Regions from separate parts of the Mus musculus genome. Here regions 2, 3, 4 and 5 are each linked to region 1. Evidence: chromatin contacts called from public promoter capture Hi-C data. All regions are on one chromosome and are shown on one strand. Each heading gives the region's core, a stretch centred on a gene start, on an enhancer-like site or on the middle of the called end of the contact. The rest is flanking DNA. Distances are from core to core; before and after follow the strand shown. Region 1 holds the start of Dusp12 (dual specificity phosphatase 12). Region 2 holds the start of 3110045C21Rik (RIKEN cDNA 3110045C21 gene). Region 3 holds the start of Ly9 (lymphocyte antigen 9). Region 4 holds the start of Uhmk1 (U2AF homology motif (UHM) kinase 1). Region 5 holds the start of Uap1 (UDP-N-acetylglucosamine pyrophosphorylase 1).

Region 1 (5,798 bases), core at 2,004-4,503:
GGCAGCTTCCAGTCAGACATGGTGCTGGAGGAGCCAAAAGTTCTACCTCTTGATCTAAAGGCAGCAGCAACTATCCTCCACAGGTAGCCAGGAGGAGGCTCTCTTCTGCACTGGGCAGAACTTGAGCACTAGGAGCCCCCAAAGCCCACCTATACCATGATGCACTTCCTCCAACAAGGCCACACCTACTCCAACAAGGCCACACCTCCTAATAGTGCTACTTCCCATGGGCTAAGCATATTCAAACCACTACAGCTATCAAATCTCATGGTTCCTGGTCACCCAAGCAGAGTTCAGTATGGGTTCTATCTGGTGTAGTGGGCTTTAAGTCAAATCAGATATTGGTTGGTTAGTGCCACAAGCTTGTGCCACCATTGCACTAGGATATTCTGCAGTCAGGACACCATTGTAGATCAAAGGGGTTATGGCTGGGTTGGTGTTTACATTTCTCCTTTGGTAGCGTGTATAGTACCTTCCTGTACCAAAGACGCTAGTATATATGGGTGCAGGCTCTATGAAGGCGCCAGCTCGACTTCTCCATGTTCAGTGCGATATGTAGATGGTGTCTTCAGCAATGGAGCCCTGCCATCAGTTGGTGAGAGCAACCTATAGTCTTGGCAACAGCTTGAATTGTTTGGGGATTTCCATGAGACCCCATTGACTGACAACTCAATTAGATGTAACCCAGTCCTGGCACTAAAAGCTTCATTTGGTGACAAGAGATGTCCAGTTGGGAATCTGTGTCCCCCATTATTTGGACATTTCATTTAGATTGCTTTCATAGACATATACATTTTAGGAAGCTCTACTGCATTAGGTTTTCATGCCACCCCACTCATATAAAATTTACTTTTATATCTCTCCCTGCTTTTCTCTTCCCTTCCCCATTTGATCTTTCTGTTCTAGTCAACCCCCAACCCATCATAACTACTCTTCTATTTCCCTTTCCTAGGGAGAGCTGTCTTTCCTCTCTTGTCCCCTACTCTACACTAAAGCTCAGTTGATTCTGTGGATTGTAGCTTGGTTATTGTTGGCATCAGGACCTCCAAACCTATGACATCACATAGGTGACAGGGTGACCTGCAGACATGTTGCCAAGACAACAGGCACCATATTCCCAGAATCTACTTGGCTCATCTCCCACTTTTACCTGTGTTTCATCGTTTTCCATATAAATAAAGGGAACACCTCTCTCTCTCTCTCTCTCTCTCTCTCTCTCTCTCTCTCTCTCTCTCTCTCTCTCTCTCTCTCTCTCCCTCTCTCTCCCTCTCTCTCCCCCCCCCACTCTGTCAGGAGCCATAATAGGAAGCAGATGATCATCCTGAAGTGGCCTGCTTTGGATTATTATATAATCTGCAACAGGTGAGCCCTCATTAAGCAAGGCTGTGAGGGACTAATTTTAGGAAAGATTCCTGCTATTAATATGCTTTTCCTGTTAATATGCTTTTTCTGTTACTATTAAATATATATAACAATCACTAAGTAGTAGCACACCCTTTTGGAGCAGATCTCTGCAGATCCATGAAGATCTTGTCGTGTTGCTATATAGACAAATAGATAACTTAAGTCTTCATGATGATCCTATAGGAATTCCTAAAATTATATCTGATTATTAAGCTCTTTTATAACAGGACTGCTGTTAGGTCCTTTTCTGATAGTCAAAGCTGCAATGAGAAATCTGTCATTCTCCCAAGTATCACCAGTTAATTGCTCTTAGATGGTAACCAGACCTTCTCCTACTCAGAGCACATTCCAAGAGGTTGTAAAACAATTAACCAAAGGTCATTAAAAGGCAACTAACAATTTATTGTAGGTGCTAGGACAGAAGATAAAATACCAACTGGGCTTATCTATACAAACCTTCACTTTATAACTTATGGATTTAAACCTTCAGTGAACCTGTGGAGCTGAGACAGGTGATCGATGTTTAGCTAGATAATCACTCCTAATGGATATGCATGTAAACATTCTCTGCTGTAAACTTCTATTTCAATTTATGATTTGATTTTTTGTGTGAACTTGTGATGAACTTGTAACATGTGATCATGTATTCTGGAAGACGTATAAGTACCAAGGACAAAGAGACACGAAAGAATCATAGAGAACTAAGATCAATGGAGAGCTAAGATCAATAGAGGAGACTTTTTTGCCTTTCCCCACTTAGACTAGATTCTTTTCCCTTTCCCCACTTAGAGAATTTTTCCCTTTACCCACTCAGGATCTTTCTGCTTTTCCCCTTAGATAGCTTTCATAGGAAACTTTTTACAACTTGGTAATAAACTCTATAATTATTTATCTAAGTGTCTTCTCTTCCTGAGACCGGACTAGCAGGCTGAAAGTTAGAGCCCAGCAGTTCCTGCTGAGATAGACATATCTATCTATCTCTCTTGTGGCTTGAAGAAGAGGTGCTAGTTGCCAGAAACTGTAGTTTCTGGCCTCAGAGGATCACAGAAGGCAGATCAGCTACAACAGCACGGTAACTTAGGCTTAGATAAGTAAACGCTTTATTATACAGCATCCCTAAATATCTCAACAAAGTCCTACCCTCCGCCTAAGCTCTTCCCTCTCTACCCCAAAAGCCTCAAGAAGAACATCCCACTCCAGAGCTGCCCCCATCTCTCCCTCTCCCTCCCTCCCTCACTTCTCTTTCTGCCGCCACCTCCCTCCCATCCCCCAATAAAATTCTTACACGTGGAACTGTTTGGGCCCAGTGTACTGTGTTCAGACTCGAGCCTCTATTTTAACACATCAGTTATCACAGCTAATATCCACATATAAGCTTATACATACCAGATTTGTCTTTCAGGGTCTGGGTTACCTCACTCAGAATGATTTTTTTTTCCCGAGTTTCATCCATTTATCTGCAAATTTTATTTTTTTTTTTTAAAATGGCTGAGTAATACCTTATTGTGTGAATGTACCACATTTTCTTTATTCAGTCTTCTGTTGTACATCTAGGTTGTTTCCAATTTCTGGCTATTATGAGGCATCAATAGGCAACATGGTTGGGCAAATGTCTCAAATGGTAGGAAGAGTGGCTTTGCTGGATCTTGAGATAGATTCCCATTTTCCTGAGGAACCTCCAAGCTGATTTCCATAGTGACTGTACAAGTTTGTGGTCCTACCAGCAACGGATGAATGGAGACTTTATTTTTCTGCCTTGGACTTTAGAAGGTTGGGTGGAAAAGCTGCTCTAAATGGAGCTTATTTAAGCACACAGCCCGAGCACGGCTCACATCACCTTCCCCAGAAGCAGTCATTTTCCCTATTGCCATGGTCCTCCCACGGCGCTGCTGAGCGGCTGGAGCTATTCCGACACAGGAGTCAGTCACTCTAGCCGGTGACTTGGTGGCGGGCAGCGGCTGCCTGGCTTCCTGGCTCTGCCATGTTGGAAGCGCAGGGTTCTAACCATGGCTGCGAGCGCCAGGCTCCGACTGCCAGTCCCGCCAGCTCGGCAGGGCACGCCGTGGAAGTGCGGCCCGGGCTGTATCTGGGTGGGGCAGCGGCAGTGGCGGAACCGGGCCATCTGAGGGAGGCGGGCATCACCGCCGTGCTGACGGTGGACTCTGAACCGGCTTTCCCGGCTGGGGCTGGGTTCGAAGGTCTCCGGAGCCTCTTCGTGCCGGCGCTGGACAAACCCGAGACCGACCTGCTCAGCCACCTGGATCGCTGCGTGGCCTTCATCGGCCAGGCTCGCTCCGAAGGCCGCGCGGTGTTGGTGCACTGGTGAGTGCCACGTGCAGGGGGGCGGTGCCTTGCACCGGGTCTCGCCTCTCTGCAGAGGCGCCCAAAAGTGGAGGTTCCAGGCTGTCAGAGCCAAGACCCTCGTTCCTCATCTTCCCTTGGGGTGTGTGGTTCCAATGAGGGTTCCAAAACCCGCCCTTGGTTAGTGTTTTGTTTGATTTCATCTTGCAGCAACTGTCTGTCTGTCTGTGCATCCATCTATCCGTCCATTCGTCCATCGTTCTATCTGCTTGTCTATATTTTGGGGGTTAGGTTAAAGTTTATCAGATTTGTAAGAGAAGTCAGACACTCAAGCCGGCGAATGTAATACAGGTCAGATGTATTGGGGTGAAAATACGTGATACTTCCTCGCCCTAAAGGCCACTGTGATTAACAAGGGAAAAACATGTGACTTTTTGTTTTTTGAGACTGGGTCTTACTGTATAGATCTGGCAGGCCTGGAACTCGCTATGTAGAGCAGGCTGGCTTCAAAAAGCACAGATGTCCACCTGCTTCTGTCCAGAGGGCTGCACACCTTGAGTGTGAAACCATGCTGGAGGATTTTTAATCAAAGTTATACGTGACGGGCAAGTTTAGAGAAACATTCACGGACCAAAGGAAAACTGTACTGACTGGTTTTGTGAGTCAACTTGATACAGGCTGGAGTTATCACAGAGAAAGGAGCTTCAGTTGGGGAAGTGCCTCCATGAGATCCAGCTGTGGGGCATTTTCTCAATTAGTGATCAAGGTCCCACCCACCTGGGCTGGTAGTCTTGGGTTCTATAAGAAAGCAAGCCAGGGAAAGCAAGCCAGTAAGGAACATCCCTCCATGGCCTCTGCATCAGCTCCTGCTTCCTGACCTGCTTGGGTTCCAGTCCCGACTTCCTTGGTGATGAACAGCAGCATGGAAGTGTAAGCTGAATAAACCCTTTCCTCCCCAACTTGCTTCTTGGTCATGATGTTTGTGCAGGAATAGAAACCCTGACTAAGACAAAAACGGTTCACATTCTTGGAATAATTAAGACTGGACAGTTGTATAGAAAAGTGATTGAGGCTGGGCGGTGGTGGCGCACGCCTTTAATCCCAGCACTGGGGAGGCAGAGGCAGAGGCAGGCGGACTTCTGAGTTCGAGGCCAGCCTGGTCTACAAAGTGAGTTCCAGGACAGCCAGGGCTATACAGAGAAACCCTGCCTCGGAAACAAAAACAAACCAAAAAACCAAAAATGAAATAAAATAAAAAATAAAGAAAGAAAAAAAAAAGAGGTTGGACAAGAGGAGTGTGACATAATGCTTAGCGAATGAGCCAGGAAAGTCAGCCTGACCTGTATTGAGCTGTTTCTTCTGGTGTATAGGCAAAGCCCTTTCTGGAATTATTGTCTTAGGATATATCAGACTAAATAGATCCGAGAATTGATTTGTCTTGCTAGCATGTTAGGCAAACATTCTGTTACTGTGGCGGCATAGCCCTAATCTTAAGAGAATGCCTTTGTGGCGGGTTCTTAGTAAGGTGGAGGAAAGTTAGAGTGATATTTTTCTCTCCATATTTTTGTTGTTTTTGTTTTTGAGATGGAAGGTTTGCTGTGTAGTCCAGACAGTCTCTTAAGCTTGCGGTCCTCCTGCATCTGCCTCCTAGTGCTGGTGTTATTACACATAAGCTACTTACGACTTCTGGAGTTTGTGCTTAGGATTGAAGAAGAGGTCTTCTAACCTCTCTGTCTTGCCCTAGGGTGAGTGGGGAGAGAGAGAAGCAAAAGCACGAATACTGAGATCTGGAGAGACTCCAACGTTAAGAGCAAAGGACCTTGGACCTTGGATTTGTCCTGTAGCCACTACATTTTTTTTTTTTTAAATGTACACAGAACGGTCAAAAAGTGTGGTTAGCTACTAAGCCCAACCTGATAGATCACAGGCTCTGATTCTTTCTCCCAGAAATCAGGTCATCCCTCAGCCCCCTGCAGCTCTCTGGGGCAGGAAGTTGACAGATGTCAGTTGTGACCTTACTCTCTTACAGGCCTCTTTCTCCCATCAGCACCTGTGAGCCTGACTAGGTCAGCACTACCCCCTTGCCCCCAGTC
Region 2 (5,619 bases), core at 2,307-4,806, 920 kb after region 1:
CCTAGCACACAAATGAGTAGTTTGTGTATGTTATATTTTTAATGAATAAAGAGTGGAAAAATTATGTATCACATGTGTTAATTTGGGGAGAAGCGCTTTATAACAGAGGGCTTACTCTCAAAGAGAACAAAGGAAAACGTGTTCTACAGACAGTGTATACCTTTGACCTCTGAAAAAAGCTATATAGTTTCTCCTACAGACACCTTGCCAGTAACCTTACAGGTCTTATAGGAGAGCAGATCCAAGTTGCCAGGCTGATCTGCAAGCACAAACATTTGTCAAGGGAAAGCACAGGTCGTTACTTTCAGTACAAAATGGTTCTTTGCTATGGATGGATTCTCTTCTTCTTGCCCCATGTCCTGTTCCCAAGGACCGACTTCCTGCAGCACTGTGGTGGACTCTTCTATGAGGAGACAACATCTGGGCCTTATTCAATAGCCTGTGGTGGGTAATGTGTTTTGTCAAGAGCTAAACAGCAAATGGATTTAATTTCTGCTTAACATGGTCATAGTCATTCTGAAATGGCTACAGAAATATTCTCTGTACTAGAAAAAGGAATGGAACGTGGTGCCAATTGTCTATTTTCCTTTATTTATTCCCTGTAAGTCTGTCAGATGATAAATTGTACATAACAGTGATTAAAGAGTCATGCTACTGATACAGTCTTCTTTCTGTCTCAGCAGTAACAGTTCTGGCCTTTGTTGTCTTTCCTCCTGACACCACTGGTGGAGTGGTGATGTGACACAGGGAAAGTGTGCACACGGTTATCAGGGATGTCTGACAGAGAGTCATGTGAAAAGGCTTCTGTTAGATGTCAGTTGACAGCTAACTAACATGGCGATGTCTCTGACATAGTAGAGACCTTGTTTCATATCTTCATGTTATTGGGCCACTTCTGGGAACCTGAGTTTCCAGAATTCTTTTGAAAGCCTTCATTGTCATTACTGTGGAGTTGTTTTGTTTTGATATATTTTTTTTTTGAAGGAACAGAAACACTTGCTAAATCCAAATATGGTCTGTCTCAGGCAGCTGTTCACACAAGCATAAATTAACAAAAACTGTATACAACTGGGATCCAGATGCAAACTTCCCAATGGAGATTAGGGAGGAACTATCCCCAACACATTTTACTTTCACTTGCAGAATTCTGAGTAACAGGAGCACACTTCTCCCAGCAGGTGTCCTAGTAGAAAAGAGAATGGGCATGAATTCTCAAAGAATAAACAGTATTCATGAGTGCACTTCCTATCTCTGCAATGTCCAGGCTTTCAGGACCGAAGACCAGGAATATACCTGAGCGGTGGAACTGGGATGGAACAAAAAGAAACAAGGGGACTAGGGATGTTCAGAGATCTAATTCTGCTGCCAACACATACTGCCGAGGCTTAATGGCAGATATGAGTGATGGCTTGCATCTATGCACACACATACACAAACAACACAGACAAGTTATCCACATGTTTCATTATGTAGGTCATTATTGAGGATGGAAATTTTGTCTATTCAGTTTTTCATTAGCAACTTGCATGGGTCTGGTTAAGTTGCAGAGAACAAGAAAACTATTTTCCGTTCAGAGTTTTATATTTACTTCCTATTTGAAAAAGAAGTGACCACACATCTGTAAGTCCTTCTCTTCTAGAGTCCTTGGATCCTACACAGGGTAACACATGACCATTTACCACCAATGAACTGGGTAAAACTCTCAGTTAGTTTTGAGCCAGACTGAATGCATTTTTTTTTAAGGGAAGAGCATTGAAAAATATGAACATGAGAAACTACACAGCCCCAACTGGAAGTTATTCATTAGTCCCGTTTGCAAATTAGAGGCCGTCTATTCTGTGAATGTTTCTAAGAACCAAGAATAGAACTTTGTACTCAGAGCAAAAGATATGTCTCTCATCCTTACCTACTGTCCCCTAAAAGGAAAAGCGATCACGGTCTGACTTTAGGGTAGAGATGGATTTATTACAAGGAGCACAATTAATGTTGAGTTAACTACACCTGCTCAACTCATGCCAAGGCTTGCCAGTGATAGCTTCACTCACTGTGCACCAGACTGTTCTGGTACCCAACTGAAGAACCCCAGGACAACACAAACCCAAGATGAGTAGTTTGGAGTGAGGTAAAAACAAAACAAAACCAAACCAAAACCCAACACTCACCTATGAATTAAAAAATATTTTCATTGCTCGGGGTTGTGACTCTCTATGACAAATGACTTTAAAAATTAAACATTTTAGATTAATAGTCCAGTCCATCCCTTGTCGGTCACAGAGCCTTGGAAGCAGCAACTTGAGTAGAACAAAAGGAGGAAGAGTCCCAGTTTCCCTTACTGGGCTGGGCTGGAAGTGATAGAGGACTTTCTCTGAAGTCTTCTGGGTTTCATCTAACTCAGAGCTGGTCCCACTCCTGTTCTCATCTGAGGCTGTAGTAAGGCTGAACTCCTCTCGGACCCAGGCAGACTCCTGATGTTGCTTTCATGCACAGAGTTCATGCTAATAATTGCACAAGAGAACTTAAAAAAAAAAAAACAACTCAAAATAAACGTCATAATATGTTAATTAAGTTTACAGTTTTCTGGTGGGCCATTTTCATGCTACCCTAGGGTGCAGTGTGGACACACCTGTCTGCCACCCAACCCACCCACCAGGCTCTCCAATTTCTTTTTAAAAAGTGAGCTTTCTTTGGGAGAGCCACACAGTTTTCTCTGTTCTTTTGCTGCCACTTCTGAACTCCAGGGTTTAAAAAGGATCATTTGGGTATGGAATCTCAAGATCAGGGATTTTTTTTTTTTTCCACTTCAAGGCTTTAGAAAATTTGTTAAGTTACTGTCTTTTAAGAACAGTTGAAATGATCAACCAGTTTTCTTAAGTTTTAGCAGTTTGTTGGTATCATTAATCAAAACATATAGATTAAAGCCCAGAAAAGACGTTATCATTTAGGATCACGGCTATCCCTAGTAATTACAGCTCTGAAAGAGGAATAGTTTGTTCAATCATATGAGTATTAGTCCTTTCACTCAATATTAATCATCTGTAAGTAGCGAAAGCTGGGATAACGATTATAACAGCTGCGCAGGGTATTTTTATGCGAATTGAACTTAATAAAAAAAGGGAGTTTTAATGTATGCATTTGCCCCTCCCTGATTACCTAGTTCTGCTCCCTCCAAAGTACTCATCTGGGATGGCTTGGAGACAAAAAAAAAAAAAAAAAAAGAGCGAGCGAGCGAGAGAGAGAGAGAGAGAGAGAGAGAGAGGCAGAGAGAGTGAGAAAATAAAGCTCATTACAGCGACCTGAGAGGTCTGAAGGAGATGACAGTACGCATTCCTTTAGCGTTCTGAGATTCTCTGGTTTCATTCCACATTCAGAGCTTGAAATTGCTAACTTACTCGTGATTCGACATAAATACAATTCAATGAAATCCAGGTTCTCTTTCTTAAAGACCATGCTTTACACATCCTAAGAAGCAAACTTGGACTTGGGTTCCTGCACCGAAGCCTCTCCCAGCAGCCTTGTGAAACCTCCAGCTCTGCCGCCCGCTTGCTTCACTCAGAACAAAGCCCCCGCCGCAGACTGGGGGCGGCGACTGCCTGGATTGGCTATAGGACCCTTGTGTCACGTGGCTCCGCCCCTCGGCCTATCTCACCTCACCCGGTCTGGGCGTGGAGAGAAGATGCCGAGTCGCGATTGGCGGGCCTAACGCGCGGACCGGATGACGCAGGAGAGGTGGAGCCGGGCCGAGCCTTGATTGGTCGAGGTGCGCGTGGTCACGGATCAAGGTTCAGGCTAAGAGAACCCCGGTGCAGTTCTACTTCGGTGCAGGGCGTGGAAGATGCGGAAGGTGGTTTTGATCACCGGGGCGAGCAGGTGAGACCTCCTATGGAACCCCGGAGTCTATGCGGGGGGAAGCGCAGGTCGGTGATTCACTTCGATGGGGTCCGCAGAGACCCCGTTCCCTGGCTTTCCAAGAGGTGTGGTCATGCCTGCCTCGCTTGGTGCTCGGTGCTCGGTGGCTGGCGCTTTGAATTAAACATGACAGTGGAAAGGAAAGCTAAACCGCCAGTGACTGGTCAGCCTGGCAGTGATGCTGGACAGTTGTTCTCTAGGGACCGTCAGTCTCCGAGAGTAGTTAATTGTAGGTGCCCACAGTTCACTTTAAACCTAAACACTCGGGGTGTTTAAATGTCAGCATCCATGAACTTTAGGACAATGAGGAAATTTCACTCCTGCAGCATGTTTTCATATACTCTTTCCAGGAACCTACAGAACGACCAGTCTAGCAACTAAGGCTTATCCTGATGCAGATGCCAGCAAAGTTATTCCAGGCTTGCCCATTTGACCCTTGACCTACTTATCATTTGTTGATGAAGAATGTGTGGAGGATGGACCCAACCAACTCCCCTCCTACCCCCAATTGGTTACATTGCTATTTTTTGAGGAATTAATACAGGATTTGTTAAATGCCACTTAAGCCTGTTTCAGTGACCCAATCACATCTATATTAACTAAACCAGTGGAGGGGTCTGTCTTGGGCTTTTTGTTAGTGTGCGCTCTCCTTTAGGTCAGCTGGGTTTTGGCCGTTCTCGAGTGGAAAGTGCCTGTAGAAGTCAGACCTGAATTGGTGTGATTTTGATATACTGTGGTGTGTGCAACTTATACTAAAGTTGGTATTTAAAGTAAGGATGAATAGGCCGGTATCTGCTTGGTACTTTGCTGGCAGGGCCGCCAGATTCTGTGGATTCCAGACTCACTTTGGAGCTCCCTTTGCTGGCAGTCTGCATGAGAACTTACTGTTACCCAGAATGGCCTCGCTACCAGCAGTGGGCCCCATCTGCTGCGACCTTCATATCACTCTTTGTGACCCAGTGCATCTGAAGCCTCCTAGCTCTGCTCTTTCCTGCTTCTTTGTCTTCGGCTCTATCTGCTTGCTGATTCTGCTTTCTGTCTACTTGTATTGAGGGCTTTTTTTTTTTTTAAACTCTTGGCTATTCTGCTGTGACTTAGTAGTTGACAGGGATTTAACTTCAAGCTGTGCTACTGTGTATTCTCCTGAAAACAAAACAAAACAAAGCAAAAAAAAAACCCCAAAAAACAAAAACCCAAACCAAAACCTCACCGGTTGGTTCACTTACTGCGATTTACAGTTTTCCTAATAGCAACAGTACCAAGAAGTGGTGAGAACCCTTGCCTTTGCGGGACCAAGGCACCACAAGAAAATGGGGACACGGTAAACAACTAATACGGCCCCCCTTAAAGTATTTGCTAGAGATATATTAAATCACACCCTAACAGGTGCTCCAACCCTCACTCACTGTGTCATTGAACCATATTAGAGGGGAACAACTGGATGTTGCTTATCAACATGGCTAATCGGGAGATTCCTTCTTCACATAATGTTTGGGTATTTTCTATCTGCTTGGATTTCTCATTGGAGCTCATATTGACACTGTCAAGTTTCTGAACCAGAGAGAACTGCCTTCATTTAACACCATTTCAATGAGCTCATGCTTGTGCCTGAATTCTCCCTTCAGTGGCATTGGGCTAGCCCTTTGCGGTCGACTGCTGGCAGAAGACGATGACCTCCACCTGTGTTTGGCGTGTAGGAACCTGAGCAAAGCA
Region 3 (5,391 bases), core at 2,098-4,597, 720 kb before region 1:
CGCCCTGCTGCTTAGGCCATTTTAAAGAGATGTCAGAGGACGAGAATTTTAGTATTCTGCCTAGAGACATTTCTTGTGGTATTTTGGTGAAGAATGCAGCTGGATTTTTTGCCCTTGTCTGAAGAGTCTGCCCGAGGCAGGTTAAAAGATTCAGATTAATTGCACTGACAAAGGATGTCTCAAAAACAAACAAACAAACAAACAAAACCCAAAAAAACCCAAAAGCAGTCATCTTATAACATCTCACTCTTTCAAGTTCAGTTCTACTGATTAGTATAGTTTTGCCTACTGGGTTACCCCACCCCTGATGTCAGTCTTTTCCTAATATCCTCCCATCGCCTATATCAAAGCAGCAGCAACTTGGAAACTTGAGAAAAGTTCCCCAGACACCTTATGCTAGTCTGGTGCTAAGTTATCCATCTTCTAGTCTTCAGACTTGGGTCCTCCTGGTTTGGAGGCCTTTAGCTGTGAAGCAGGGCACTTCAACACCATCACCACCACTGGGTCTCTGTTGAAGAATGCCCTCTGCTGGGAATGATAGGAATTGCACCCTTACGTGACTCACCATCTATCTGTGTGGTACTGAGCAGACTACCTACCTACCTACCTACCTCCTCCTCCTCCTCCTCTTCCTCCTCCTTCTCTTTAAACAAATACTTTCTTTATTTACCTTTCCTGGGTTGCCCTCAGGAAACCCCCTATTCCACCCTCCCCTCCCTGCTTCTATGAGGGTGTTCCCCCACCTACCCACTCACTCCCGCTTCCCCGGCCTGGCGTTCCCCTACACTGGGGCATTGGACCTTCAAAGGACCAAGGGTCTCTCCTCTCATTGATGTCTGACAAGGTTATCACCATATCACCACCACACCTCCTAATTCGCAGGCCTTTAGATTTGGACTAGGATCAATACTATTAACTTCTATGGCTATCAGGCCCTTAGACTAAGCTATTCTACTGGTGAATTAGTTTGCTTCTTATGCTATAACAAACTCCATGACCAAGCACAACATGAAGAAGAAATGGTTTATTTTATTTTATGGGTCATTGTAAAGGGAAGCCAGGGCAGGAACTCATGCAAGCTGGGAACCAGGAAGCAGGAACTGCATCAGGAATGCCTGCTGCTGAGGCTATAGGTTGCTCTCTACAAACTAACAGTAAGACCCTAGATGAAGACAAAGCCTACACAGATCATTGAACATGGAGAAGTGGATCTGGTGCCTACCTAGAGCTTTCGCCCCTATGGTACTGGAAGGGTCTCTGGGTGCTACCAAAGGAGAAAGGTAAACACAAACCCAGCTACAAACCCTTTGATCTACATTCCTGACCTGCCTGCAAGATATGCAGGTGCCATAGTGGCACACAGATTCTGGGAGTAACCAACCAAGGCCCACCCCATAAGATGGAAGCCATACCCAAACACTGCATAGATGGCCAAGAATTTGAGACCAAATATGTCAGACTCCTAGGGGTGAACCAAATACTAGTGTTCTGCTAGAGGAATATAGCAATAAAATGACTCCTAACAGTGTTCTGTCATGGTTATAGATCAGTGCCTTATTCAGTCATCTTCAGAGAAGCTTCCTCCTGCAGAAGATGGGAACAAACACAGAGACCCACAGCCAAGCAATGTGTCGAGAGCAAGACAGCAGAAAACACTCAGCTCAAATTCGGTTGTCTTCATCCAATCCCTCTCCTCAGGACTCAGGCAACCCTGCAGAAGAAGAGGAGGCAGAGGAAGGCTTTGGAAACCCTTCTCCCAGCTTCCCTACCCATGGCTGTCTTAGACCTAACCAGGGGAAAATCCCCAGTGTGAGCCATAGAGAAGGAACACTACCCCCCAAAAGAACTTCCTGGAGCCTTTTCACGGATTCAAGGAACATCTAGAGCAATAGGCACTGCTGGTGTGGAATAATGGTGGAGGGAAGTTAAAGCTGGATCAAGCCAGATGTACCCAGTAAGCTGATTTCTCCATTGGACATTGATCAATTGATTGATTTACGAAATCTCTGTTGTTTGATTGGAAAACTCAAGAAAGGGTGACTTCACTGGGTATAAGTCATCTCACCCATCTCATACAGGCTAAGAGTCAAAAATCTCAACACAGCTCATGAAGCCACTTGTAAGATGGCCTGCAAAGGATTTATGTTCCCCTTTCTGAGAAAATACCACAACCAAGATTCTTAAGACAATTAATGAATCATGCTTACAGTCAAAATACAATGTTGACCTCTGTGCCACCCACACACAGAGGGAATTCCCTTGAGTCTTGTGGTCTATGTTCTTATCTTGTCAATATTCCTTTCTTATCTGGAAACCGACACAATGAAAGTTACACACCACCTCATAATCTCATCTACAAAAGGAAAATGTTTTATATAAAATATGCATACCAGAATATTTTTACTTACTCTTTAACCCCATGTATAGCCTGTATGGTTCAAACAATGTAACTCCAAAATCCACAAAATCAGATATGTATAGTTACTGCCAAGGTACTGAGGTACACATCACCCTGGATTCCATCTCTCTTAGAGTGCACATTCTTTTCTCATTTAAACTAACTTTGCTTCTGACTGACTTGTCCTGAAATTCTTTTCTGCATCATAAATCAAAATCCCTGTGCATAGGGCAGAGATATTCAGCCACATTTCTTGAGGCACTATTAACAATAACCAACTTAGGGACTCAGCCTAGATGTTCATCAATAGAGGAAAAATGACGTATACGAACAAAACAGCATTTTTCTTCAATTATAAAGAAAATGAGACATTCAAGAAAATCAACAGAACTAGAGATCATTATATTGAGGGAAATATTCCAGGTTCAGAAAGATATTCATAATTTCTTTCCTATGTAGAACCTACATTATATATATATATATATCATATACATACACACACACACACACACACACACACACATGACATGAATTAGAGGAAGGAGAGAAGAAAATGGGGGAATTGGAAATGGGAAAGAAAGAGATGGAAGCCACAGCCTTTCTCTTGTCCTGTATTCAGAAGTGACATATCACTAGCTCTGTCACATCTATTCACTATAAGAAGCCACTAATCTCAGCCTGAATCCAAGAAGAGGACAGTAATGTCCAGAAGTGAGGATACTTAGTAGACATCTTTAGATTCATGGTTAGAGCTCATCTTTGATACTGAAACAAGTGAAGCCCAGCACTGGTTTACAATTTCCTTGCAGGATCTGGATGTGCTTGGGACCTCTCCCTCAGTCTGAGCAGATGCAGGAGTCTGTCGTGCTCAATATAAACAGCTCTTCCTGGGACACACATGCACACATGCACACACTCACACACACACACGCCACAAACCGTGCACCACAAACCACGCATGCGCGTGCACTCACATACTTCAGGAAGTTGTGGTAAGTGCATCTCCTTTAATTTGAAATCTGGAAGTACACCATCATGGCGGATCTAAAGAGATATTGGTGTGACTGGGCTCTAGGTCCACTCTCTGAAAATCCAAGAATGAGTCAGCAGCAGATATTTTCTCCCATTCTTTGGATTCCTCTCCTCTTCCTACTCATGGGTAAGTTCTGCTTGCTACACGCGGTCTCTGAGGTTGGGCTTCTGCCCGGAAGATAGATTCTTGTGGTAAAATCAGGAAATTACCTTCCTTAGGTAAGTACTCTGCAACTATACTTTATTTTGAGAACTGTACATATGTAAGAGTATGTATGCAGTGTGTGTGTGTGTGTGTGTGTGTGTGTGTGTGAGAGAGAGAGAGAGAGAGAGAGAGAGAGAGAGAGAGAGAGAGAGAGAGAGAGAGAGAGAGAGAGAGAACAAACACATTGAATCACCATGAGGAGGTAATATTCTAGCCCAGTCTCAAACCATGTTTCCTTCATACTCACTGTCTCCGGTTTGTTTTCTGTGTAATGTATACAAATTCACAGAGCAATCAGAGCAAACCCTTCTGATGACAAGCCACCTTGCAGCCTCCGGGGGCACAAACACTGTTAGATTTTCTTTCTACTTCCTGTCTTAATTCTTGTATCCCCTGGACCATAGAAGCTTCATATGCCCAGGTGACCCTAGACAACGTGACTCCTCCTCCTCCTCCTCCTCCTCCTCCTCCTCCTCCTCCTCCTCCTCCTCCTCCTCCTCCTTCTCCTCCTCCTTCTCCTCCTTCTCCTTCTCCTTCTTCTCTTCCTTTCCCTTTAGGCTACAGCTACACTTCTTTTTTTTTTAAGATTTATTTATTTATTTTATGATATGACTACACCACCATTGCTCTCTTCAGACACACCAGAAGAGGGCATCAAAACCCGTTACAGATGGTTGTGAGCCACCATGTGGTTGCTGGGAATTGAACTCAGGACCTCTGGAACAGCAGTGCTCTTAACCACCGAGCCATCTCTCCAGCCCTACAGCTACACTTCTTTGTCTTCTTTTTATCTTATAATTTTTGCACCCAGAATTCTTGAAGTAGCCAGGATTCAGATCTTGTCTGATTTGATCTAAATTCCTAGAGTACTCTACAAAGCCTCAGGAGCCCTGGAATCGGGGGATCTAGACTGGGGTCATGCAACAGATACCGCAGAGTCTTCATAGGAAAATGAGTTGTGTTGACCAAACACCTGAGCTCTTAAAAGCTTTGATAACAATATTTATCAGAAATATGGACTGTACTTAAAACCAAAACAAAGCAAAACAAATGATACCATCTCTGCCCAACCCCAAGCTTGACATGACTAAGCCAAAGACAGTCTGGGATCTCCTAGATGATGGAAGGTAGGCTGATAAAGACATTTTCAAGCTTGAAAACAGTGAGAGAGTCATGCTTAGCACAGTGGCATGGAACAGTCCCTCGGAAATAACTGTTATTTCTCTAGACTCTTAGTGACAGCTTTCCCCCCATGCTGAGCATCTAGGTTCTACCAGGGAGTGACTTTATTTATTCTATCACTCACCTAGCCATCTCTCCACTCCTCTAAGCATCGTCCTATTCATCTTATTTTTAAAGAGATGATGTCATTTGCTTTTCTAGCTCTTTACAGTTTGCAACAACCTGCTTTCATTGAAGTTTTATCAGAATATCCCTTGTACATGACGTAGCTCTGATGAATCTATCAGTCTTACAGATCAATATGCTGACTCTCAGAAAACTTCAGAAATTCACCCAGTCATAGCCTGAGTAATTTCCCAATTAGAAAAGAAGTTTAGAAGAAACGGTTTATGGATTACTATAGCTACTTTCATGGAAGAGAGTTTGGTGAATGAGTGGGTGAATGCATAAGTGAATGAATGAATGGCTTTGCTAGCCAGTGGGCTTAGAAGGAGAATGTCTGGTCTCATTCATTTCTCAGTATATGGAATTTGTGATAAGTCCATGTTTATGGGGTGAATGAACGAAAGGTGGC
Region 4 (5,431 bases), core at 2,008-4,507, 670 kb after region 1:
ATGGTGAGCTAAACCAAGGAAACCCCTAGTGCTGGGTAAATTAGTCATGCACCACCATGGTCTGTTTGGTACTGAGCATACTTTAATGGCATATCTTTTCTGATGTGTTTGTTTCATGGGGAAGGGGTGGGTGGCAGAGAGAGAGGGTAGGCAGTCTTTTCTTTTGACTATGTTAGAGCAGAGCTTAATGCAAGAATGATTGATTTTCTTAAGAACAATAATTTGATATGCACGAATAAATTTTTTTATTCTACCCACCCCACATAGCAATACTAATGAGGAAGAGAATGACTGTATTTTTCACTCCTTTAAAATGTGGCAGAGCAGGATGAGGAGAGCTTGTGAGGAATCTTAGTCCTCTTTTTTAAAAACTCGACCATCTGTCTATGTGGAGGCAAGGAAAATGACTTCCCAGTCTCGCTGCTCTCTTCTCCAACTTCTGGTAGAAGCATTGGTAAATAGCAAAATTGGGTTTTAGCACCTGCCCCAAGAAACCAAAAAGCCTTACATAAAAATATTATTTATATTCAGAAGCATAGGCGAGAATCGGTTCCAGAGTTAACTGCTCAGCTTTTAACCCTAAGTCTTTGACTTTTTCGTCATGCACATGGCATTAAACACATGACTTCCAAATTCAGTATCCATTTCTCCTACTATAAAACACTAATGGGTTGTTATGGAGACTGAAAGAAATACCATGTTCCTGTCACAGAATAAGCATAACTGGAATTTAGATTGTTTGTAATGATGGCAGTCCACTCTCAGATGCTGGGGCAGATCAGATTGAGAGGGCTCAAACATATCTTCTTTCTTGGGACTCATGATGGTGCACCACCTCTTCTACTTCTAGCAAGTCCTAGCTGTCCTCCTGCCCCTACAGGTCCTACTACTAGCACTGAGGTTACAGGCATGCCTCCCATGCTTGGTTGTTTTGTTTTACATAGGTGCTCTGGATTTGAACTTAGGTTTACAGGGAGGGAGTCTCTGCATTTAACAGATTAGTGAATATAAATCCATAGTTTAGGAAGTTAGTTCCATTGTCTCACATCATCTTCAAGTTTCTACATGCTAAGAATTTAGCAGCTCTGTGTGTGTGTGTGTGTGTGTGTGTGTGTGTGTGTGCACAAGACAGGATCTAAGGCATGGTTATCTCTCTACCAAATCAGCTTCTGTGATCCAATATCCCACACCGTTTGCTTAAATAAAAGACTTTGTAGAAGAGCTAGTAGCAGGAGATGGGGACCTAATGATTCACAGTTGCCAACTTTAGTTCTGGCTACTTCCTTCTGAAATTGGAGCATGGTGGATGCTAAGGTCAAGCCCCACTCCCTCTTCATCTCATGTCATTTGGTCAGTTAGTGGTCCTCGGGTTATGAGCTGTTATTTGTATTCAGTCATGATGAGGTTATCTGTGTGAATCTGAGTGGTTTGTGAATGGTGATTTGTATGGCCACTTGCGTTAACACAAGTTAACAAGTAGACTAACAAGAGGACTATGGATATAAGAACTAAAATGAACTGGTAGATTGTCAGGGGCTGAAGGAAAGAGGAGTTGGCAGCTTGTTTAATTAGAAGAGAGATTAGTTTCTACAAGATGTATGGAACAAGTTCCTCAGATGTTTGTTGATAATGTTTGCACAAGGTCAAAATATTTTATATTACCTATACACTTAAAAATGACTAATGTGGTAAATGCTACACTGTGCATATTTATATGCATAAAAGCTCTTGTGTTTTTAAAACATTAAGATTCTTTAATCAAATAGGCACCCTGCCCCCCCCCAGTAAGAAGTCTGGAGGATGGTTTTAGGAAGCACAATGGATTTCTACCAAGCTGTCAAGGATCCAGAAACCTTTTGCATTTCTTCTGGGTCATGAATGATCTAGACTTGCGTTTATTTGTCCCTATACACCCAGTTTCCTCTTCTTCCATTAGTTATGAATTTTATGTGAATTTTCTAGCTTGTCTGGAGCTAGCTTGGGTCATATGACTAGGTAAGCACTAGCTAATGGGATACGACCAGAAAACTCAGTACCATTTTGGCTATTTTTGTGCTTCTTTGGTCTCTTTCCCCATTCTCAAAACCATGAAATGCTGAAAGACAAGGCAAACACATAGGTCACAAAGATAAAAGTCCACTGAGATTGGCAGAACCCTGCATTATTAATTGTAGAAGGGAATGCTTCCATATCTAAGACAACATACTTTGGGCTTTTTGGCACAATAGATCACATCCAATTAATATATTAATATGTTGCTTTTATTCTCTCAGTTGCTTCATAAACAGGATGACTAATCTGTCTTTATTTTTTGTTTTGCTTTTTAAGATTTATTTATTTCTATATACACTGAAATTCTGCCTGCATGTTTGTGTAAGAGTGCCAGATGCTCTGGGACTTGAGTTATAGACACTCGTGAGTTGCCATGTGGATGCTGGGAATTGAACCCTGATCTGGAAGAGCAGTCAGTGCTCTTAGCTGCTAAGCCATTTCTCTAGCCCCAACTAATCTGTCTTTAGCTTTACGCTTATTTTCTTAAGCAGGAGATAGGAAGTAACAGGGAAGAAAACACAACATCTAAGTGAGTCAAGTTAGATCTTCCAATAAATCCTTGTTAGTTATGCAGGAAGGTCTTATTGACTAGAGAGAGGGCGTGGTCACAGCCACTTCTGAGAGAGGCCAGGTATTTCTTTTGTGTATATTACTGTTCCAAAGAAAATCGGAGTTATATTAGAAAGGGAGGTGGTAATGATGGATATCAGGAAGATGTGAAAGCACGTAGCTTTCAGCTTGAAACAATAGGTAATAGAAAATAAGATAGCTGCACAAGAGACAAACAGTTCAGTGGCTATGAGGAAATACTGATCTTCCCCAGGACAGGACTTTGGTTCCCATCACCCAAACCCGGCAGCTCACAATCTCCTGTAACTTCAGCACCAAAAGATATTACACCTTCTTCTGACTTCTGCACACATGAGGAACAAATACACAAATATATAAATACAAATATAATAACTCTTTAAAGATAAATAAAACAAAAAAATCAATAATCATATATTTTGCTGGAGCCAGGGCCTTCCTTGCGCATTCAAGGCAAGCACTTTACTACTGTGCTACACCCCATCTCTAATAATTAAGTTTAATATCTCAGTTGTTTTGTGCTAAACAATTTTCCCCCTGGAGGCCCCGCCCCTCTTAGGCCCGCCTCCTTCAGCCTCTAGGATTGGCTTTCCCCCACTTCCGGCTGGGTCCGAGTGCACTCCGGCTTCCGGTGTCATGGCGGCCTGAGGTCCGGGGAGTCGGTCGGAGCGCTGCAGGCCCCTCCCTGCGGAGCGGCGGGTCCGGGCGGGGATGTGACGGCGGGCGCCGCGGGCCTGCCTGGCGCGTCGTGTCGGCTCGCGTGTCCTCGGCCCAGCCCGCACCATGGCGGGGTCCGGCTGCGCGTGGGGCGCCGAGCCGCCGCGCTTCCTGGAGGCCTTCGGGCGGCTGTGGCAGGTCCAGAGCCGCCTGGGCAGCGGCTCGTCGGCCTCGGTGTACCGGGTGCGGTGCTGCGGTACCCCGGGCTCGCCCCCCGGCGCCCTCAAGCAGTTCCTGCCTCCGGGAACCACCGGGGCTGCGGCCTCGGCCGCGGAGTATGGTTTCCGCAAAGAGAGGGCGGCGCTGGAGCAGTTGCAGGGTCACAGGAACATCGGTAATTGTGGCTGTCCCCCATGTCCTGCCCATGTCCCGGCTCAAGCATAAGCGTCCTCCGCCTGGCCCCCGGTCTTTGGTCCTGTAGGTGGGAGGAGAGGATCGGGCCTCACTAGTTGTCACGCGATGCAGGTCCCTTTTCAGTCCACCTTTCCTTTGCAGCTGTCTGAGGTATACGGTGGAAGTGATTATTACATAGCAAATGCTTAGTAAAGTCCAGTTTGCTTAGGTTTTCATCCGGTAGTTAGAAAGTGAAAGGCATGAGTTTGCCAGGTTGTCATGTCTTGAGTGGAAAATTTTGCATCTTTTCCAAATGGAAAATATTCTAGGGCATCCAGTGCCATCATTGACATCAAATGACATACTACTGAGAACGGAAAAAAAAATACATATTTCGTGTGAATTTGGGAGAGGGAACCCAGTGTTACCTAGAAGTTAATGGAAGTGTGATATTTAAGAGCACAGCGTTTGCTTCAGTAAGACTTTCATGACTCAGAGATTTAGAATGTAAGCTTGTTTGGGCCACAGATATATGGAAGCAGTCCTCGTTGCTAATCCACGTACAGGCAGAGAGCTTGTAAGCGGTTATAACTTTGGTTAGTAAAGAAGCGTCATAGATCTTGGCAAATAGAACCCATGTGTAGCTTGAAGAAAGTGTTTGTTTATTTATTTATTTATTTATTTATTTATTTATAATACTACATTGATAGAATGTCCTAATGCTAGTGTGTTTTTCTTTTTTTTCCTTAATCTTACTAAGCGGTATATCACTATAGCTTTGGTGTTTGACAGGAACATTTTTTGCATGCCTCAGTACTTGTTGAATCTCTTGCGTGATTACATTAGAATGTTATTTGTAATTGATGTATATAATATGTGTGTGTGTATATATATATATATATACACGTATATATATGTGTGTGTGTGTGTATACATATGTCTATGTATATACACATATATGTATGTGTGTATATATATATATACACACACATGTACACACACACACATATATATATACATATATATATATATATGTATATATATATATATGAGCATAGAATGCTGTTTTGGATCAGGCAACCTTCAATTTGCTCTTAAGGGTTACTTAATATCATAGGTTTTTAAAGTAATTTTATCTTAAGACCTTAAGGGCATATTCACCCACCACTGAGTGTTGAGTTCTTGGTGAAACACAGGTTGAATAATTGTGCCATATATCGCCATACTTTATTTTATTTAACCCGGCTGTCCAAAGATAATGCTCGCTCCCTGGAAGAATAGTGGAAGTTTCTTGCTTATCATTGTCATTTTTATCCGTGGGGTGGGGTTGTGTGGGTGTGTCTCAGTGGTTAGAGAGCCTTTGCTGTTCTTGCAGAGGCCCGGAGCTCAGTTCCCAGTGTTTCCAGGGATTTGGGTGCCTACTGCCTTGGTGGCCAAATGACACTGGGGTAACGCTCGAGGAATTTTTCATTAGACTTTAAAAGAAAAACCCCAGGGCAGGCAAGCCTTAAATCTCAGTAACTGCTCTGAGGAGGGGAAAATAAAATAGAGAAAAAGCGATGACGCTTGTGGTAAGCAACATGGAGGGCAGCCATGTGTGGAGGGGAAGTGGGGAGTGGTCAGGCAGCCAAAAGGCCTGAAGAGGAGCTTAACAGAAAGTGTTTGAGAAAAGCATAGACTAAGACGACTCTTACCTCTCTTAGCATTTAGGCCCTTAGACAGGTCATTGACCCACCCAACT
Region 5 (6,168 bases), core at 3,201-5,700, 710 kb after region 1:
AGGCATAAGCATTCAACATTTGACCTAGGATTCACAGTGGTCGTCGTTACCTGTCTCACTGTTGAGATGAAACCCTTGCTACCAGCAGCTTTAAGAAAGAAGGGTCTATTTTGGCTCACGGTTGGAGGGATGCAGTCCTTCATGGCAGGGAAGGCGTGGTAGCAGCAGTGTCAGGCAGCCTGTCTTACTGTGTGTCCACAGTCCGGAAGCAGAGACAGATAAATGCCGTGTTTTGGCTCCCTTGTCCTTTTTCATTCAGGTGACACCCCAGTTTATAAGATGCTGCTGCCTACATTTAGTGCGAGTCTTCCAACCTAATCTAAAAAATCTCCTCACAAAAATGCCCAGAGATTTGTTTCCATGGTGATTCTAAATCTTGTCAAGTTGACACTGTAAAATAACTATCACAGTATGAACCACTTAGTTTTTGTTTTTTTTAATTGTTTTTGTTTTGTTTTGTTTTGTTTTCATTTTTGTTTTTCGAGACAGGGTTTCTCTGTGTAGCCCTGGCTGTCCTGGAACTCACTCTGTAGACCAGGCTGGCCTTGAACTCAGAAATCTGCCTCCCAAGTGCTGGGATTAAAGGCGTGCACCACCACCGCCCAGAGAACCACTTAGTTTTAAGAAAAAAAAATGAGAGTAATTTATTATCTGGATTGAACTTTTTAATTTCTTTTAGAGATTTATTTATTTAATGAATGTGAGTACAGATGGTTGGTAACCTTCATGTGGTTGTTGGGAATTGAATTTTTAGGACCTCTGCTAACTCTGGTCAACTCTGCTCTCTCTGGTCAACTCCACTCTGGTTGGCCCTGCTCTCTCCGGCCCAAAGATTTATTTTTATTATACTTAAGTATACTGTAGCTGACTTCAGATGCACCAGAAGAGGGCATCAGATCTCATGGATGGTTGTGAGCCACCAAGTGGTTGCTGGGATTTGAACTCAGAATCTTTGGAAGAGCAGTCAGTGTTCTTACTTGCTGAGCCATCTCGCCAGCCTGAACTTCGTAATTCTTGGATTATTTTCATACTCATTACCTGCAGAGAATCCCTTTGACCTTAAATCTTGCTTTTACATCTTCCTATCAATTTTGTGCTTAAGTGACTCACTTCACTTTTGTCAAATCCGTGTCTTTATTAAGGGGCAGACTAGATGATGTTTAGCCAACACCAAGGGATGGGATTCAAAGTCTCCTCTTCTACACACAACCTCACCTCTATGAGGAGTCCTCCAGCTTTGCAGTCCCAGGAACTACCACACACTGGCGTTCTTTATAACCTAGTTTATTTCATTCCGTGAGTCGCGTGCTTCTTAGGTTAGAGTCGGTTGCATTTTCTCCTTTGTATGTATCTTTCTCGGCATCCCACACATTTTAGATCCACTGTCTATCCCAGAACCCCCGGAGGACTGCGTAAATGTTAGGAAGGTGTAGAAACATCTGACATTGAAGAGGGAGTTTTCTTCATTTCACAATATTTCAAAACACACCCTAACCTAAGAAAATGTAAGTGTTGGGAAGAGTGGTGAGCTAAGGCAGTATCATCTCCCAAGAGAACAAAGTCCTCCCATCCTAGGGAACTGTCGGCAGAAAGGGAAAGTGCTAGTCAGTGCACCACCCACTTGTCTGCACCCTTTGGAACAGTAATGTCATGAGTGCTCAGGCCTTGCCGTGACCCAGGCTGAGAAGAGCCTCACTGCCCTGGTGCTTTGTGCCTCTTGCTGGCAAAAACCTCCTTGAACCAACTGAGGCCATCATGTTCAGGACAGAACCTTTTGGTGTGGCAGCCCCAAGGACCCACACACTTTTCAAAAAAAAAAAAAAAAATCTAGGTGGGTTATAACGGATTCTGAGAAACAAGCAACGTGGGCAGACTGGCACAGGTCTGACAAGTCACTCAGAAAAACCAGTCAAGCCAAGCTGTTAAGTAAGTAATGTATTTCACAAAGTTAAAATAATTTATAACTTAGCCAAATATATCTACCTAAAACCATAGAACCTATTATTAATATATGATATTTTCAAATTTTAAATTATCTCACAATAATGGCTCATTTAAAGCATCTTTTCTCAAAAGGGAGTAGAGAAGGGTGATTACTGTTTCATTCATATATATACATACACACATACATATATACATATATGTATACATACATACACACACATATACACACATACATATATATATACATATATATGGAAATCCAGTGAAACTCATTAATATGTATAATACATATTATGATAAAAAGAAAGCATCTCATACTCTGATATAACGTTTTTTGTCTGTGTGTTTCTGGGGGTTGAGCTTATATATCCTAAGCAAGTGCTCTTATCTTTGAGCTGCATAGCCAGCCTTATCTGTAGCTTTAGCACACGTGACTATTCTTATCATTGAGCTGTATCCCCAGCCTTATCCGTAGCTTTATCACATCATGTGACTCTTCTGCTTCTCCTTTCATTTTCCCCAGATCTGTTTTCAGCTAATACTCCTCATCGACTACTGTACACGAGTACTCTGTCCTTTCCCTTTCCCTCTGTCAACTGTACCGTGTCCTTGTGCTGTTGTGTTTTGTGTATTTCTCAGTGTTGGTGATCATTTCTTTCCAGGTCTCATAATACCCATCTAAGTATCTGTCCGCCCATTCACCCGTCCACCTATCCAGCTAATAGACAAAACTGTTACCCATTTATTTTTTTAAACTGAGTTGAGCTCACACCACTAAGAATCTGTACCTTTTGGCAGGTACTCCCTTTTGGCACTTCAAATTTCCAAGTGTGTGTGTGTGTGTGTGTGTGTATATATATATATATATATATATAAAACAAAAGCCTTGGAGGCAGAGAACTAAAGGGCAGCCTTCAGAAGTGTTGGGTGGTCCCTCACTCCTTTCTGAAGCTAAGGCCTCTGCTTTCTCTGAGCTCTAATGCTCATCTGAGCCTTTGCTGCTGCACTCACGGCCGTCCCTTAGGAAGAAGGAGCACGTCTCTCCCCTGCCTCTCTCATTGTATTGGAATCCCTTGAAGAAATAGACTCTTGATTCCCCTGTAGAGTCTATTGTAAGTTCTACTGTAGAATAACTCAATAAATAAATACGTTTTGGACAATATGCTCTTTATTGACTGCTGTAGCCGCCAATTTCTTTCTAAGAGAATGCTTCTACCCCAGGGACTTGCACACATAAAGAAGGTCAAGAGATTCTGGGCAACCCCATTGTGGGCAGGCTCTGAATTCTTCACTTAAGACTCGGTACTTTCCAAGCTGGAAGTATGAAAACTAGAGAACACACCCGTGTTGTTAGTCTTGCTCCAGGAAGGCACACCTACCACTATCAACAGCACTGTGGGTGCCATTTACAGCTTCTCAGGCGACGTGGCGTTCTGACAGGATTCCAGAGAGCATGCAAGGCTAAGGCCAAGCAAATACTGCTAATAATATATCATGTCCTTCCTTGATCCTGTTCCACCAAGCTGTTTATCCATCTAATCTCTCAAAGCCACAAAGGTGCCTTAACAGATGGGCAACTACGTTTTTATTTACAAATGATACCCCTTGTTAAATGATATTTCTAAATGACATAAATTGATAGTAAAGTCTGGATTAAAAATGAATACGCAAGAATGACTAAGAAAACACTGAAAATGTAAAATGAGGAAGCCTATCCACCTGATGGAAAACATCCTGATATGTTAAATTTAGTTGCTTTTGACATCTCAACAAATTGGACTCTCGTTTCAAAACCTGCAAAAACCCAACATAATAGCTCTAAATATAAATGCAACTTCATAACACTGAGATTATAGCCTGCACATGCACATCTGCTGCCTATGCTGTAACAGGACAGTTGAATTTTAGCTCTCCTCTCCTAGCTAAGTTCTTGCTCTCTGGGCCGGTTCTCCCTGACTGGCACATTTTGCATGGCCTCGGGTCATCTAATCCCTTTTGATTGCATTTCGTTCACTAGTCGCTGTGCAAAAGGCAACCCGGCTGTGTCGACACCCAAGAGACTCCGAAGACAATGGCAGAGGAAGCCCGGGTCACTGGCAAACAGGTATGTGGAGAATTAGAGACAAAATCAGCTAGCTTAAGGTCACAGGCCTGCCTTGGAGGGATCTCTGCCTAGAAACCGGCGGGTCTTTCCCAACCACACCCGTGGGCGTTCGGAAATCCGTCACTTGAAGACTCACTGCCAGCGCCGCGCTCCCTACCAGGCGCTCTGATCCGCCCCGGGTGACCGAGAGGACCCGCCCTGCAGTTTGTCCTTAAGGTGGCGCCTGGCCTCACCTCCCCGCGAAGCCGCGCGCGTAGCCGGCCCCGCCCCTGCTAGTGCGTGGGGGGCGGTACCACAGACTGACAGGATCCTTGGCCATCCTATTGGGCAAGAGTCTGAGTGACGTAAAGAGGCTCCTCCTTCCTGTCGCCGGTGCCCGCCCCTTTGGCTGTTCTCGGTCGCTGACGTGTCGGGCCGGCAGGCTTCCGCTCCGCCCCTGGGCCGCAGCCACTCACCGCGGCGGGAGGGGCCGGGTGGCCGGGGCCCGCGCTCCCCTCGGCCGCTGCTCGTGGCCCGCCCCGCCGCCCCGGCCCCTCGGATGACAGTATATATTCCAGGCGGGCGCGGGACACGGGCGAGTAGCCGAGCCGAAGGAGCCGCGGGATTGTCGAGGGAGGTAGGGACCCCCTTCACGCGCGCGCTCCCATGCCTAGCGCGGGGACCCGGCTACGCGTTGCCGCACCTTGCTCGGCGTCCGCTGCTCGGAGCTCCGGAGAGGCGTGGGCTGTGTCGCGGCGGGGCGGGGATGCGCGCGCGGAGGGTCTTGGGGGAGACCTGAGGGAGGAGGCTTGGGTGATGATGGAGTTCCCGGCGCTTGTCAGCGCTGTTTTTGAGTTGGGGGAAGAGGAGCCAGGAGGGTTTCAGGCTAGGGCCCGGGCATAGTTGTGCCACTTCTGGGGTTCACCGGTGGGAATAAGTGATCGCTGTTACTGTTGGGAAAGCGCGTTGGGGTGTTTTGAACCCACGAGGGTAAGAATTGATAGTTCCGACCAGGACAGTGGATCCCAATGGGGGATGTGACTAGCACAGGACCCGCTTGCCTTCGCTTGATACTGATAGTGAGAGAGGTTCAGATTTCAGGGTTTTCCCCTCAGTTGGACTGGAGGAACGGTGAGGCTGAGAGCACACATATGCTCTAGAAGATTTTTTAAAAGTTTGGTGTGAAGGCTGACTGGCCTTCATCGGCATACTATGAGATCTGATATCCGATGGTAATGATCATGCATTTATGAGAGGCACAAGTTTAAGGACTTGGAGGTGAAGTTCACTGGGCTTGGATCCAAGAGTTTGCAGCAAACCAAAAGCATTTATCCATTTCGTTATTAGTTGACTCACTTGGCTGAGGGAAAAGACTTCATAGTCTGTCCTGTTAGTTAGTGGTTAGGACTCAAGTCAGTCTCAGTACCATTCCTCCCCACCCCCACCCCAGCCCCTCCCCTCCCCTCTTTTTTCCTGTTTCGTTTGTTTGTTTGTTTGTTTCCGAGACAGGGTTTCTCTGTGTAGCTTTGGTTGTTGGAACTCACTCTGTAGACCTGGCTGGCCCAGAATTCAGAGATCCATTTACCTTAAAGATATGTACCGCCACTGCCTGGCTCCATGTGTCCCCCCCACCCCACCCCCACCCCCCAAAGCGATTTACTAACCCACCCTGAGGACATATAGCAGCAGAGGTGGGGGTGGAATTGGGAAATACTGGACGTCCTTAATGTGGCATTTAAATTCTAATAAAGGCATGTTTGATAATGGTTTGTTGGGTATGTTGATCCAGGTGTGTTAGGTTGTAGGCACACACCAAATTTAGTCATAATTTCTAGTGCAGACTTTTGTTCTTAGTATAAAAATCCACGTCTTTTTAATTCTCTTCTCTATTGCTGTATACCATTTGAATTTAGTTACACACACACAGCTCTCAAGAAAAATGAGTAGGAGATGCAGTACTATGGTTATCGCTGTGTCAGGTAAATATAACCGTATTTATTATGAATGTTACACAACACATAAATGGACAGATTTGATTTTGGTAATAAGATTTGTGGATTGCTGGTGTTCTGGGACCAGATATCAAAGTTTACAATGAGTTGTTTTATTTGCATGAGTATGTTTTTCTCCAAGCACCCAAA

Evidence for each region. Promoter capture Hi-C pulls out the DNA fragments that hold promoters and counts their contacts. Capture Hi-C pulls out chosen DNA fragments and counts their contacts.
Region 2: a contact with region 1 is called in a promoter capture Hi-C map of adipose tissue. The contact joins the promoter of 3110045C21Rik here to the promoter of Dusp12 in region 1. A contact is called at or near these places in 1 of 39 promoter capture datasets (cranial neural crest), 1 of 115 datasets of contacts at active chromatin or transcription factors (astrocytes) and 1 of 9 other capture datasets (adipose tissue).
Region 3: a promoter capture Hi-C map of pre-B cells shows a contact between it and region 1, with 3 times the contacts expected there. The contact joins the promoter of Ly9 here to the promoter of Dusp12 in region 1. A contact is called at or near these places in 1 of 39 promoter capture datasets (pre-B cells) and 1 of 115 datasets of contacts at active chromatin or transcription factors (bone marrow-derived macrophages).
Region 4: a contact with region 1 is called in a promoter capture Hi-C map of second pharyngeal arch cranial neural crest. The contact joins the promoter of Uhmk1 here to the promoter of Dusp12 in region 1. A contact is called at or near these places in 13 of 39 promoter capture datasets (the 3T3-L1 cell line, the HPC-7 cell line, cranial neural crest and 8 more), 3 of 115 datasets of contacts at active chromatin or transcription factors (astrocytes, embryonic stem cells and extraembryonic endoderm stem cells) and 1 of 9 other capture datasets (adipose tissue).
Region 5: a promoter capture Hi-C map of the HPC-7 cell line shows a contact between it and region 1. The contact joins the promoter of Uap1 here to the promoter of Dusp12 in region 1. A contact is called at or near these places in 7 of 39 promoter capture datasets (the 3T3-L1 cell line, the HPC-7 cell line, cranial neural crest and 3 more), 1 of 484 Hi-C or Micro-C datasets (uterus) and 1 of 115 datasets of contacts at active chromatin or transcription factors (the SCID.adh cell line).

What each region holds. Positions count from the first base shown.
Region 1 is chr1:170,882,995-170,888,792 of GRCm38.p6, reverse strand. It overlaps Dusp12 (dual specificity phosphatase 12), which reads left to right and starts at 3,253. Exons shown (of 6, transcript NM_023173.2): 1 at 3,253-3,726. The coding sequence starts at 3,386.
Region 2 is chr1:169,967,346-169,972,964 of GRCm38.p6, reverse strand. 3110045C21Rik (RIKEN cDNA 3110045C21 gene) reads right to left here and starts at 3,556. Exons shown (of 3, transcript NR_040438.1): 1 at 3,390-3,556; 2 at 2,163-2,515; 3 at 569-1,183. It overlaps Hsd17b7 (hydroxysteroid (17-beta) dehydrogenase 7), which reads left to right and starts at 3,760. Exons shown (of 9, transcript NM_010476.3): 1 at 3,760-3,867; 2 at 5,532-5,619. The coding sequence starts at 3,833. It overlaps Ddr2 (discoidin domain receptor family, member 2), which reads left to right. Exons shown (of 17, transcript NM_022563.2): 17 at 1-658.
Region 3 is chr1:171,605,366-171,610,756 of GRCm38.p6, reverse strand. It overlaps Ly9 (lymphocyte antigen 9), which reads left to right and starts at 3,347. Exons shown (of 10, transcript NM_008534.3): 1 at 3,347-3,557. The coding sequence starts at 3,434.
Region 4 is chr1:170,213,233-170,218,663 of GRCm38.p6, reverse strand. It overlaps Uhmk1 (U2AF homology motif (UHM) kinase 1), which reads left to right and starts at 3,257. Exons shown (of 8, transcript NM_010633.4): 1 at 3,257-3,691. The coding sequence starts at 3,424.
Region 5 is chr1:170,173,246-170,179,413 of GRCm38.p6, reverse strand. It overlaps Uap1 (UDP-N-acetylglucosamine pyrophosphorylase 1), which reads left to right and starts at 4,450. Exons shown (of 11, transcript NM_001305045.1): 1 at 4,450-4,664.